Linked DNA regions of Mus musculus: all the other regions are linked to region 1. The links are chromatin contacts, called in public HiChIP or PLAC-seq and Micro-C maps. All regions are on one chromosome and are shown on one strand. Each heading gives the region's core, a stretch centred on a gene start, on an enhancer-like site or on the middle of the called end of the contact. The rest is flanking DNA. Distances are from core to core; before and after follow the strand shown. Region 1 holds the start of Bmpr2 (bone morphogenetic protein receptor, type II (serine/threonine kinase)). Region 2 overlaps Wdr12 (WD repeat domain 12). Region 3 holds the start of Ica1l (islet cell autoantigen 1-like).

Region 1 (3,420 bases), core at 685-3,184:
GACCGGCAAAACCAGCCTTCAGAACAACCTTTCTGCCTACTAGAAGAAGGGAGGGCTAGACTTCACCTCTTAAGATCGCCCTCCCACGCAAATTTTCCACCTCGCAGTTAAAGAATTAAACCCAGACTTCCGATCATGGCGCCAAGCACGTCATCTTCTCCCCTCTCCCCTAGCAAAAATCCCACCCAAGTCGGCTGACCCTGTAGGGGATCCCTTCCCTATCCTGGTTGCCTGAATCAAGCCAAATTGAGATTTTTTTTTTAAAGAGGTTTAAAGTGGTTAGGAAACTGCAGTGCTGGCGGGACTGTCTCTATTCGATGAGTGAGGAGCTAGGACCACACTCCATACCTAGAAGCAACTACACTGCGTCGCAGTTCTCCTTTAACAGGCCCTGCAAAGACCCTCGGGCCTTTGTGAATAAAACCCTCCCCAGGAGAGGTGCGGGCGGAGCAGGAGACGCGCACGCACAGCAGGCCGGCGTGTGCGATCTTAAGTTTTCTCTCCGGTCTCGCGTGCTCGCAATTGCTCAGCAGCCTTGTCATCCAAGAGGGCCCCGGGGATGGCTGTTCGAGGAAAGCCCGACCCAGACTAGCGCACACACGTCAGCTTCGCGGTCTTCATGACTGAGGCAGGAGGCTTTTGTTTGGGCCGCGACGGGAGGGGGACCCGACGAGGCCCGGGTCTCGGCTCCTGGGAAAGGCGGCTCGGTCGGGATTCTCAGGGAAACCGAGGAGGATGCGCCCGCCGCCACCAACAACGACGGCGTGCCTTCGAGGCTTCTCGCCCACCTTCCCGGGTAGCCTTTAACCTACGTTAAACAAAAGATTGTGGCCGCCCTCCCTTACACGCTTGAACAGATCGCACGGCGTCCACGTGCGGAGCGTTCGCCTGTGTGAGGAAAGGGACCTAGGCTGCCCACCCGCAGCCCACGACAACCCTTCCCTGCACTGGGCGCCCAGGCGAGAGACGCCGCGCGAGGGCCTCACTCTCCAGCAAGCCTGGGAGTGAGGGGCGGGGCCGGGCGGGGCCGCGGGCGCGCAGGCGCAGTGCGGCTCAGTGGCGCCGCCGCCGCCGCCGCCGCCGCCGCCCGCGCTGCACCACAGGCCCGAGACAGACAGGGGTCGGCTGGAGAGCCGGAGACTGAGAGGAGGCGGCGGCGGGGGCGGGGCGACTCCGGTGACCGGGAGCGCCTCAGACTGGCAGCTGCGGCGACTCCCCCCTTTGTGTCTGGTCTGCTTGGAACCGCTGGAGGTGCTTCCCGGAGGGGCTCGGGGTGTTTCGCAAGCTCAGCTGCCCACCCCCTTCCTCGGCCACCTACGTCCGTCTTCCCGCCGCCCCCCGCCCTCGGCCCGCGACGCCCGAGCTCCGCCCGGAGCCCAGAGCTGCGGAGAACGAGGCGGCGGCGGCGGCGGCGGCTTTCTCCAGAGGGGCTGTGATTCGCTCCCGCAAGCCATCGACGGGAGGAGACCCGGTTTTCATGGTGGAATTTACTTCAGGCAAGAGCGAGGGGCTGGAGTAGCCGAGAGCGAGGCCGCGGGCGGAGCGCCCTCGAAGGGCCAGCCCCGCACCTCCCCGCGTGTCGCTCGCCCGGGCTCGCCGCGTCGCCGCGACCCTCCCCTCCCCCGCGCCCCGAGGCCCGGCCTGAGCGACCCTCGCGCGATTGTTCCGAGGAAGCTGTGGACTCGCCCATGGAAGCAGGCACCTTTTTCGACCCAGTCGGTGGGAAGGATTTGTTGATGTCGAAATCCGAGTGAAGGAAGCAACGAAGCGAAACTTTAAAAGGAACCCCACTGTCCTCGGAGTACGGAGCGATGCTACTCCGGCGGCCGGGCGCCGCTGCCTGCCCCGCTTCGCCCTTCCCGGCGGTCGGGAACTTGTTCTGATCCTCAGTGCTCCCATCGAGTCCCCGCCCTCCCCCCCCCCCCCCCCCCGGCACTCTGGATATGTTTTCTCCCAGATCTGGGTATTTTTTTGATATCGTGAAACTACGAGGGAAATAATTGCAGGGGTTTCTTCTGGGCTCCCTGCGTCTTCCCCATGGACATGCCTTCAATTTGGGGAGCCGAGACACCCCGTCCTAGGCGAATGAAGCCCCCCAGCCACGAGGGAGCGAAATGAAGGGAAATTCTGCAGTGGAATGAGAGCTCTACTAGCTAGGTCCTCGCATCTGCCATTTGTCCTTTCAAACTGCATTGTAATCCGGGCAGGATAAATCAGACGAAGAGCAGCCTCCTAGCCGGATTTCTCCGCCCGAATTTACTTTCCAGATTTCTTTTCTTTGCCCTCCTGCTTCTTTGCTGGCCCAGGGATGACTTCCTCGCTGCATCGGCCCTTTCGGGTGCCCTGGCTGCTATGGGCCGTCCTGCTGGTCAGCACTACGGCTGGTGAGTAGCCCTAGGTGGTATGTCCCAGCTCCTACTCCAGTGGGTGGCGAGGGAGAGAGCCTGCAGAGGCCGAGCCCTGTGCTCTCCCCTCGCAACGTGTGCTCTCGGATCCGGGTGGAGGAGCCAGCCAGGGAAATCACCTTCGGTGTTTGCGTGTTGTTTCCCGTCCCTACTCCCGTATTCCCTGACCCCTCCCCCACGGGGGGAAAAAGACATATTGGGTGTGGTATCTTGACATTTTTAGCTGTGAGGTAATGCAAGGATTAAAAATAATATTTTAATCACTAGTGAACTGTCTATTAGATTTTTGGAGATAAAGGTGGTTTTTTTACTTTGATGGAAAGAAGCAGATTTGGTTTACAATAAAAAGAACAACTAGACACACACTTGATTGAACCTTATTTTTACATTTAGATCACTCTTTGGGAATCCACATTACTTTTCGTTATTTAAAAATGTTACCTGAAAAAAAATGTTACCTGATGAATAGAGTAAACGTTGAGGAAGTCACTGTGTGAGAATCTTGATAACAGTGTATACTAACACAGTTGATGTCATCATTAATATTGTTTTGCTCCCAAGAATCTTAACTATTCTCTGTCTCTTTATCCTGGATATTCTTAACTTTGTATCCCTTTGGAATTACTGTTGGGCACAGAAGTGTTTTTGATAACTTTTCTATTAGTCATCTGGCGTCTGTTGGTTTTCCTGTCATTGAGACAATTTTGACCTCACATCAGACTTCGAGGAGATTTGACTCCTGAAAGTTCTTTGACATTTTCCTAACGTGTGAAAGGAAATGCTACTCCCCTTTCCTTTGGCCATTTCCTCTTTACTTCTCAATCGCCTTGAGAAAAAAACAACTCATATTCTCATTGCAGTTATTTTCAAGCAACAGTCTTCTGTGATTTGCTTTTAGAAAATTTCAGGAATGAATTCTTAAATAGTCACATGAAGTATGCATTTAAAATTGAGTACACAAAGTAATGGTTTTACAATTTTTTAAAAAGTAATTTTCACATTCAGTGAATTCTTC
Region 2 (3,420 bases), core at 319-2,818, 310 kb after region 1:
GGTACTTTTCCACTGTGATGAGAGACTTGTTTTCCTAGCATGTTTTTGCAAGCCTACCACAGCTGTACACACTCTGATAACATCTTGTTTTTCTCCTATACATCCTGGACCTGTGGTTAAGTGTCTCCAGCTGCACATATCACTACCCAGTGAGTGCATATATTACCCATAGTTGCCTTTCAATAAATGAGACAGGAGACTTGAACCTTGAGCAGATAGCCTGTGTTGTCTCCATTCTTCAAGTCCCTTGCTCCTCAGTCCCCACTCTTTCTCTTGCAGACCCTATTGACTGACCCACGGACTGGGTCACACATCATATTAAACAGTCATTCTTTCCCTAGAGCCTGGAAGGCATAGATATATGGCTATGCATAGTTGTTAAGTTCCAAATGGAATTCTAAGAGGGTATTTTCTGTATTCTACATAAAATATAAATTTTAAATGCCTTGCTTCCACTGGGTCTTCTCCAGGTAAAGCAAGGTTTTCTTTTCGTATTTTCCACGATAAAATATTATTGCTTCTAGGAATCTAAAGGTGGCTTCAGAGGAAGTAAAATTTCCTGGTGTATGAAGTATTATGTACACTTATGTTCTAACGGTATTCAAGCTATTTAGATTTTTCTGTGCCTCTCCCTCAGTTGGAAACAACCTGCCCCCTCTTTCACCTGTCCAAATGTGGTTCAGCTGCCTCTCAACATGAGATCCTTGACAGCTGACTTCCTTCCCACCGCTGTTTACAGCCTTTTTACTACCTCGTCTTCCTTTCTCTGCACTGGGACACCAGTGAGGCTAACTTCTAATGTCTGCCTCTCACTTTGTGCCTTTTCCCTAACAACATTCTGGAGTTGAATAATTCAGTTTTTCCCTTTAATTGACTTAATTAGGTATATTCAGCCTAAATTTGTGTGTGTGAGCACACCTATTTAACACAAGGCCTCAAACATGTTAACTAATGATATCTATCACTAAGTTATCCTCCACTGCCTAAGCCTAATTTTAAATTGAGGAGTTTTATTATAAACACTAATAACAGATATTGGTTAGGTAGGAGATCCAGTCTCGATGTATTACAGACTCCATTCCTATGAGACAGCATAAATAATCCCTATACTCCAATTTATCCCAGCGATAGGTGAGCAGGTCCAGGTGAACCTCAGAAACAAACTTGTAAAGCCTGTTTCTGCTAGAAGGAAAGGGACCATGGAGAGGAAGACAACGCTTGAAGAAAAAGAAAAGCATGTTAAAAGATGGCTAGATCCTTTAGTCTTGTGTTGGCCTCTTACTTTCCTGGTTAGGGACTAAGTTCTAAGCACTTAAATAGCCCGAAGGAGAAAAGTTTGGCAGATTAAGAGGCTTAGATACAATCCTCGTCAATGATACCTGGCCCCTGGCTTTTCGGGCTTCCCTGTTGAAATGGCCTGAACAGAAATAAGGTTGCCATGGAACCAGGATTGAGATTAAGACTAGGTAAAGGGCCAGTTTCAGATGCCACACCCTTTCTTCCATTTGTCTTTGATACATGGGCCTCCTCACCTTTGTTCTTCGGAATGCTTGAATGCCGTATGCGTACCATTTGTGTCTGGTGCCCAGGAGGCCAAATGTCTGAATCCCAGGAAATGGAGTTTCAGACGGCTGTGAGCTGCCAAATGGATGCAGGAAATGGAATCCAGGTCCTTTGCAGGAGCAGCAAGTGCTCTGAACTGCTGAGCTGCCCCTCCAACCCAGCCTTTTTACCTTAATCTTACTCATTACGTACTGCATTATCAGCCTAGACAGTTAAGTCAGGAAAGACTATTTTTTTTTTTTATTGCGTTTGAGTCAGGGTCTCTCTGTTTATCCCTGGCTGTCCTGAAACTCACCAGGCTATCCTTGAACCCACAGACATCCACCTGCTTCCCAGGTGCTGGCATTAAAGATGTGAACCATCACTGCCCTGCTGCTCAATGAATGGACAAATTAACATCTACATTGTTTTAATGCTCTGAACACTCAACAGTCTTATTTTCTTATACACACTACCTTTTAGTGTGTGGTGTTTTGTTGTTGTTGTTTTTTACTATTTGCTTTTAATGTTAGATGACTGTTTTCCCCATACTTTTATAAACTTCTTTTTTCTTTAAATTTATTTACAGGTTAGTTGTATGCATGCCACAGTATGTGTGCATGTGTGTGGGGAAAAGGACAGCTTGCAGGAGTTCAGACCTGAGAACTGAACTCACGCTATCAGAATTGGCAGCAAGCATCTTTAGTCACTGAGCCATTTTGATGACCCTCCTATAAGTTTTCATTTTCTTTATTTGAGACCGAGTCTCATCCTGCTCCTGACTTGAACTAGTTATGAAGCCAATCCTACTCAAGTCCCAAGCCTTTTGCTTCTACTTCTTAAATGCTAGGGTTATAAGTGTGTGCTATGATGCCTGGCTCCTATAGCATTATTAGTCTTTTCTAGATGTTTCTCTTCAAATAGCTAACTAAAAAGTCAAACTAAAACAAAACAAAAAGACAAAAAAAAACAAATTTACTACATTTGTACTATATCCCTTTAAAAAGTATACTTTCTGAAATTCAAGTTTTAGGAGTCTACATAGGGTAAAATGTAGACAGAATTCAGACCACATACTTACTGTATTTTATAAGCACGAAGGACAAAGACAGTAAAATGTTGCTATTATGAAAGATGAACTGTTATCCAAATTTTAAAAGGCTGCTTCCTGTCTCTGCATTGACAATGATATCAGAGGATTATCCATTGATTTCTTTCTTATGGAGACAGAGACTCAGGGAACCATGGCTGGCTGCCTTTAAGCTCACTATACAGCAGAGGGTGACCTTGAATTTCTGATGCTCTTGCTTCCAACCTCTAGGACTGGGATTACAGGAATGTGCTACCATGCCCATTTTTCTTTGGGCAGTGCTGGAGATAGCATGCAGGGCTGTGCACATTTTAGGCAAGCATTCTACCAGCTGAGCTGTACTATAAGTCCTCTCTCAAATTTGATTCAGTTTATGAAATAACAGTGAGACACTAAGAATTAAGACAAGACCCAACAAGGAAGTCTCTTCTCAGCCATTCATTTTCAAGCCCCCACATGGGAAGTGGTAGGGGAATAGCTGTAGGAATACAATTTATTGTCTGCTCCTCCACTCAGAAGTAGCTGTGAGAAAAGAAACAAGAAAGTAAATATAAATATACAGTAGTCAGATACGATTAAACATGACTGAGTTTTTGTTTTGTTTTGTTTTTGAAGACAGTTTCTCTTTGTAGCCTTCATTGTTCTGGAACTCACTCTGTAGACTGGGCTGGCTTCATGCTCTGAGATCTGTCATCCTCTGCTTCCCTAGTGCTCGGATTAAAGGCTTGCACAACCACGCCTGTCGAGACCTTCTTCACAGGAACATGTATATCCTATATACAGACCAT
Region 3 (3,420 bases), core at 309-2,808, 280 kb after region 1:
GTTTGTTAGTATAAAACAATGTAGTCTATTATGTTGCACATTTTGATATTTGGTCTTACTTCAGTCATTGGAATAAATTTAATTTTCATGACAAACATCTACAATGAAAATATGGATTTCTGCTTTTCCCATCAGTCTCATGTTTAGTTTTGTTTTTTGAACTGGGATCTCATCACCCTTCTAACTCTAAGATTATAATGATTTCTCTAGGGCTGGAGAGATGGCTCAGTGGTTAAGAGTACTGACTGCTCTTCCAGCGGTCCTGAGTTCAATTCCCAGCAACCACATGGTGGCTACAACCATCTGTAATGGGCATCCGATGCCAACTTCTGATGTGTCTGACGACAGTGACAGTATACCTACATACATGAAATAAATAGATAAATCTTTTTTTAAAGCTTATAATGATTTCTCTAGCAGTTAGGATTGCTGGTAATTAGACAGTGCTTTGCTATTTTTAATACCTACATGTACAACCCATTTCACATTATTAAAATAAGTACAGAAAGTTCAAAGAAAACTGGTAATGTTATGAACTGATAATATAAGATGATTTTTTAACTTTGGTCATATAAAATATATATATATCCACCATTAGGAGATGTTTTCTTGGCCAGTAAATGTATAACTGAAAGATATAATTAATTTCCATTAAAGAATGAGGTACCTGTAGCTGCTAAATATTGATGTATTTACAATATTACTTTACAAAACTTCGCTTAAGCCAGAATCAAATAATCCAATACTTAAATACTTAGAGCCCAAACCGCAGGGAAACATCATCTCCCCACAAACTATTTCAGCGACCCAGAGTTGCTAGCAGGTTGTGTGTTTTGTGCATGAAGATCATACATTATATGGCATCCCCGATTCACACACACTACTGGCAAGCCCACAGCTCACGGGTAGGACGCCAAGCAGGATTGTTTTTCCCGTCTCCATTTTTCTTAGAGCATCAGGTATCGGCTGCCTGCATCATCACCCAGGTGAGGTCAGTGGTCAGAGACACCTGGCCTGCTTTTCCCCAGCCGAATCCGTGCGGTGATGCTGGGGTCCCCACCTGGGAGAGGAGGCTTTGTGCACCGACACCCCCCGCGAGGTGATGCATTCCGACATCACCACGACCCGCAGCTTTGCTTAGGTTCTGTTCTCACCACGTCCATCTCGCAATTGGTCTGTTCTGAAGACATCCCACAACAGGACAATAATAGTAATAAATTAAGCGCGACGTACATAGGCAGCCAGCAGGAAAGCACGCAGGGCTGTGAGCATCTGCCCCGTATCGGGAGCGCCCAGGCCGGCCTCAGGCCGCGGCTTCCTTCCCCTGGAGGGAGCGCAGGAGACGCCCCCGCCGCGGACGGGTCGGGTCCGCCGAGGCCGCCGCCTGAGGCCGGCCCACGGAGAGCGCGCGGCCCGCGCCCCCGCCCGCCGTCGTCATGGGAACCAGGTTTGGCCACCGCCGCCCGCCGCCCTGAGGGAGCGGAGGGCCAGACCCCGGACCCTCACCGCGCCGCCGGAGCCGCGCCGCTCCTCGCCGCTCGGGCCGCGCTGAGCTCTTCCGCGCACCGGCCCAGCCGCCGCCCGCGAGCCCGCGAGCCCGCGCCCGCCGCGCCGGTGCGCCGAGGTGGGGGGCTCGGCGGCGGGAGATTTAAACCCGCGGCCCTGCGCGCGGCGGCTCCGCTCGGCTCCGCTCTGCGCGCCCCGGCGCCTCTCTCCGCCCGCGGAGGCCGCGCGCCCTGGGTGTCGCTTGCTCGTGAGAAGTGACGGGCGCCAGGCCCTGAGTCCCGGACCCTCACTGAGCCGAGGCAGCCGAGGTGGGTGCGTGGAAGACCGGCTTGGCCTTGTCTCCCGGCTCCTGCCTTCCCCTCGCTGCCTCTGCGCCTCAGTTGCCACTTAGTACTCGGGCTCGGCGCGAGGCAAGTGTTCACGCGAGGCGTCACACCCTCATCTTTAAAGGTTTAAAGAGGGACAACTGTTAATAACTGACTTCAAGAGCAAAAGTGGTGTCCGAGCCAAAAAACCCCAAGGGGGGGGGGGTGGGAATGGAAATAAGGCTAATGGAAAATTATTACTGGTAAGGAATAATAAACTCAAAGTGCTTTCCTTTTCAAGTTTTAACGTCCAAGTTCAACTTTCCTAAAGGTTTACAACATACGAATTAATTGTATATATGACATATATAGGCTGATAACGACCCCCCCCTTTAACTCTTAGGATAACCATCTGAGGGGTCATGGAGAACTACACGAAGTAAGGGGTCCAAACAGAATATTAATTACAAAGTAGTATGTAAAGTTTTTAAGTTTTAGACTAGAAAAAGAGCTACTTCTTCTATAAAGGGCTGATTTGAACTATAACTTTTAAGATAAATTTAAATTCTTACAACAGCTATTTTGGATTTCAAATAATGGGCAAATACTTGAAATTGTATGCAATATTGGGACATTTTCCCCTCTAGGAAAGTGTCAAATAGCTCCTCTTGCTCCTCAAAGTCCAAATCCTTGGAGGAATATGAATTAGCAGGAAGCAGATATGATTGGTCAACTATAGTTCTCCGGATCTTCCTTGTGTCACACTGAGATGGGTCAGTGGGGCCGCAGCTCTTTCTAAGGCTCCAGAGAGGAGCCCAGGCAAGGAGCGAGTGGTAGTCACAGCTATTGAATGAGTCCAGCTGTCAGCGAAGCAACAGGTGAGCAAAATGAAAAAGACTAAAGATGGGCAAAAACTTTGTGTGGAGGACCACAGTACAACCATGGCAAGAGTGAACTGCAGTCTGGACTGCTGACCTTGAATTAAAGGCCTCTGTAATCGAAGCTGGAAAGCTCCTGACAGGTAGCCGCAGCAGCTCCTGCAGGAGTATCTCTACCTCCCAATAGCCAGAAACCTGACAGAAACTTCTGGGTGCCCCATAACCACTTCAGAACCTACTGCCCTTCCTGACAGGGCTAGAAAGCAACCCACTGACCTGGCTGAGAATGTGTTAGATGGATCACTGCTAGTCCCCTTCAGCTCCAGGTTTTTTTATTTATTTAATTTTTAAAAAGGATTTATTAAAATAAATAAGTACAGTGTAGCTCTCCTCAGAAACACCAGAAGAGGACATCAGATCTCATTACAGATGGCTGTCACCCAGCATGTGGTTGCTGGGATTTGAACTCAGGACCTCTGGAAGAGCTGTTAGTGCTCTAAACCTCTGAGCCATCTCTCCAACAGCCCCAGGTCCAGGTTTTAACAGCTCTTCCCTGGTTGATCCAATTTTTAAAATTTGACTTTTTATTGTTGTTCTTTGTTTGTTTTCCTGAGACAAGTTCTCACTCTCTAGCTCTGGTTATGCTGGGACTCACTATGCAGGCCAGATTTGATCTTAGATCTCCGTTTGCAAGAATTTTATTGAGGTTTCTTTGTTGTTGTTGTTGTTGT

What was found. A called contact is a pair of places that touch in the nucleus more often than the background predicts. HiChIP or PLAC-seq counts read pairs in DNA pulled down with a chosen protein or histone mark.
Region 2: a contact with region 1 is called in an H3K27ac HiChIP or PLAC-seq map of embryonic stem cells, with 14 read pairs. The contact joins the enhancer-like site here to the promoter of Bmpr2 in region 1. A contact is called at or near these places in 1 of 15 datasets of contacts at CTCF or cohesin (the NIH/3T3 cell line), 4 of 115 datasets of contacts at active chromatin or transcription factors (the SCID.adh cell line, bone marrow-derived macrophages, embryonic stem cells and 1 more) and 1 of 9 other capture datasets (pancreatic islet).
Region 3: a Micro-C map of embryonic stem cells shows a contact between it and region 1, with 2.4 times the contacts expected there. The contact joins the promoter of Ica1l here to the promoter of Bmpr2 in region 1. A contact is called at or near these places in 1 of 39 promoter capture datasets (embryonic stem cells), 2 of 484 Hi-C or Micro-C datasets (both in embryonic stem cells), 5 of 115 datasets of contacts at active chromatin or transcription factors (the SCID.adh cell line, embryonic stem cells and epiblast stem cells) and 4 of 9 other capture datasets (adipose tissue, embryonic stem cells, liver and 1 more).

What each region holds. Positions count from the first base shown.
Region 1 is chr1:59,762,345-59,765,764 of GRCm38.p6, forward strand. Bmpr2 (bone morphogenetic protein receptor, type II (serine/threonine kinase)) reads left to right here and starts at 1,935. Exons shown (of 13, transcript NM_007561.4): 1 at 1,935-2,384. The coding sequence starts at 2,309.
Region 2 is chr1:60,075,088-60,078,507 of GRCm38.p6, forward strand. Wdr12 (WD repeat domain 12) reads right to left here. Exons shown (of 13, transcript NM_021312.5): 13 at 1,781-3,154. The coding sequence ends at 3,077. Among named protein-coding and RNA genes, the nearest start is that of Wdr12, 21 kb to the right of the region's middle. Within about 2 kb of position 1,569, at least 29 of the 459 cell types and tissues checked have an H3K27ac peak or open chromatin away from gene starts, as enhancers often do. A contact at or near this core is called in the SCID.adh cell line and embryonic stem cells, where this site is marked.
Region 3 is chr1:60,041,564-60,044,983 of GRCm38.p6, forward strand. It overlaps Ica1l (islet cell autoantigen 1-like), which reads right to left and starts at 1,559. Exons shown (of 11, transcript NM_027407.4): 1 at 1,234-1,559.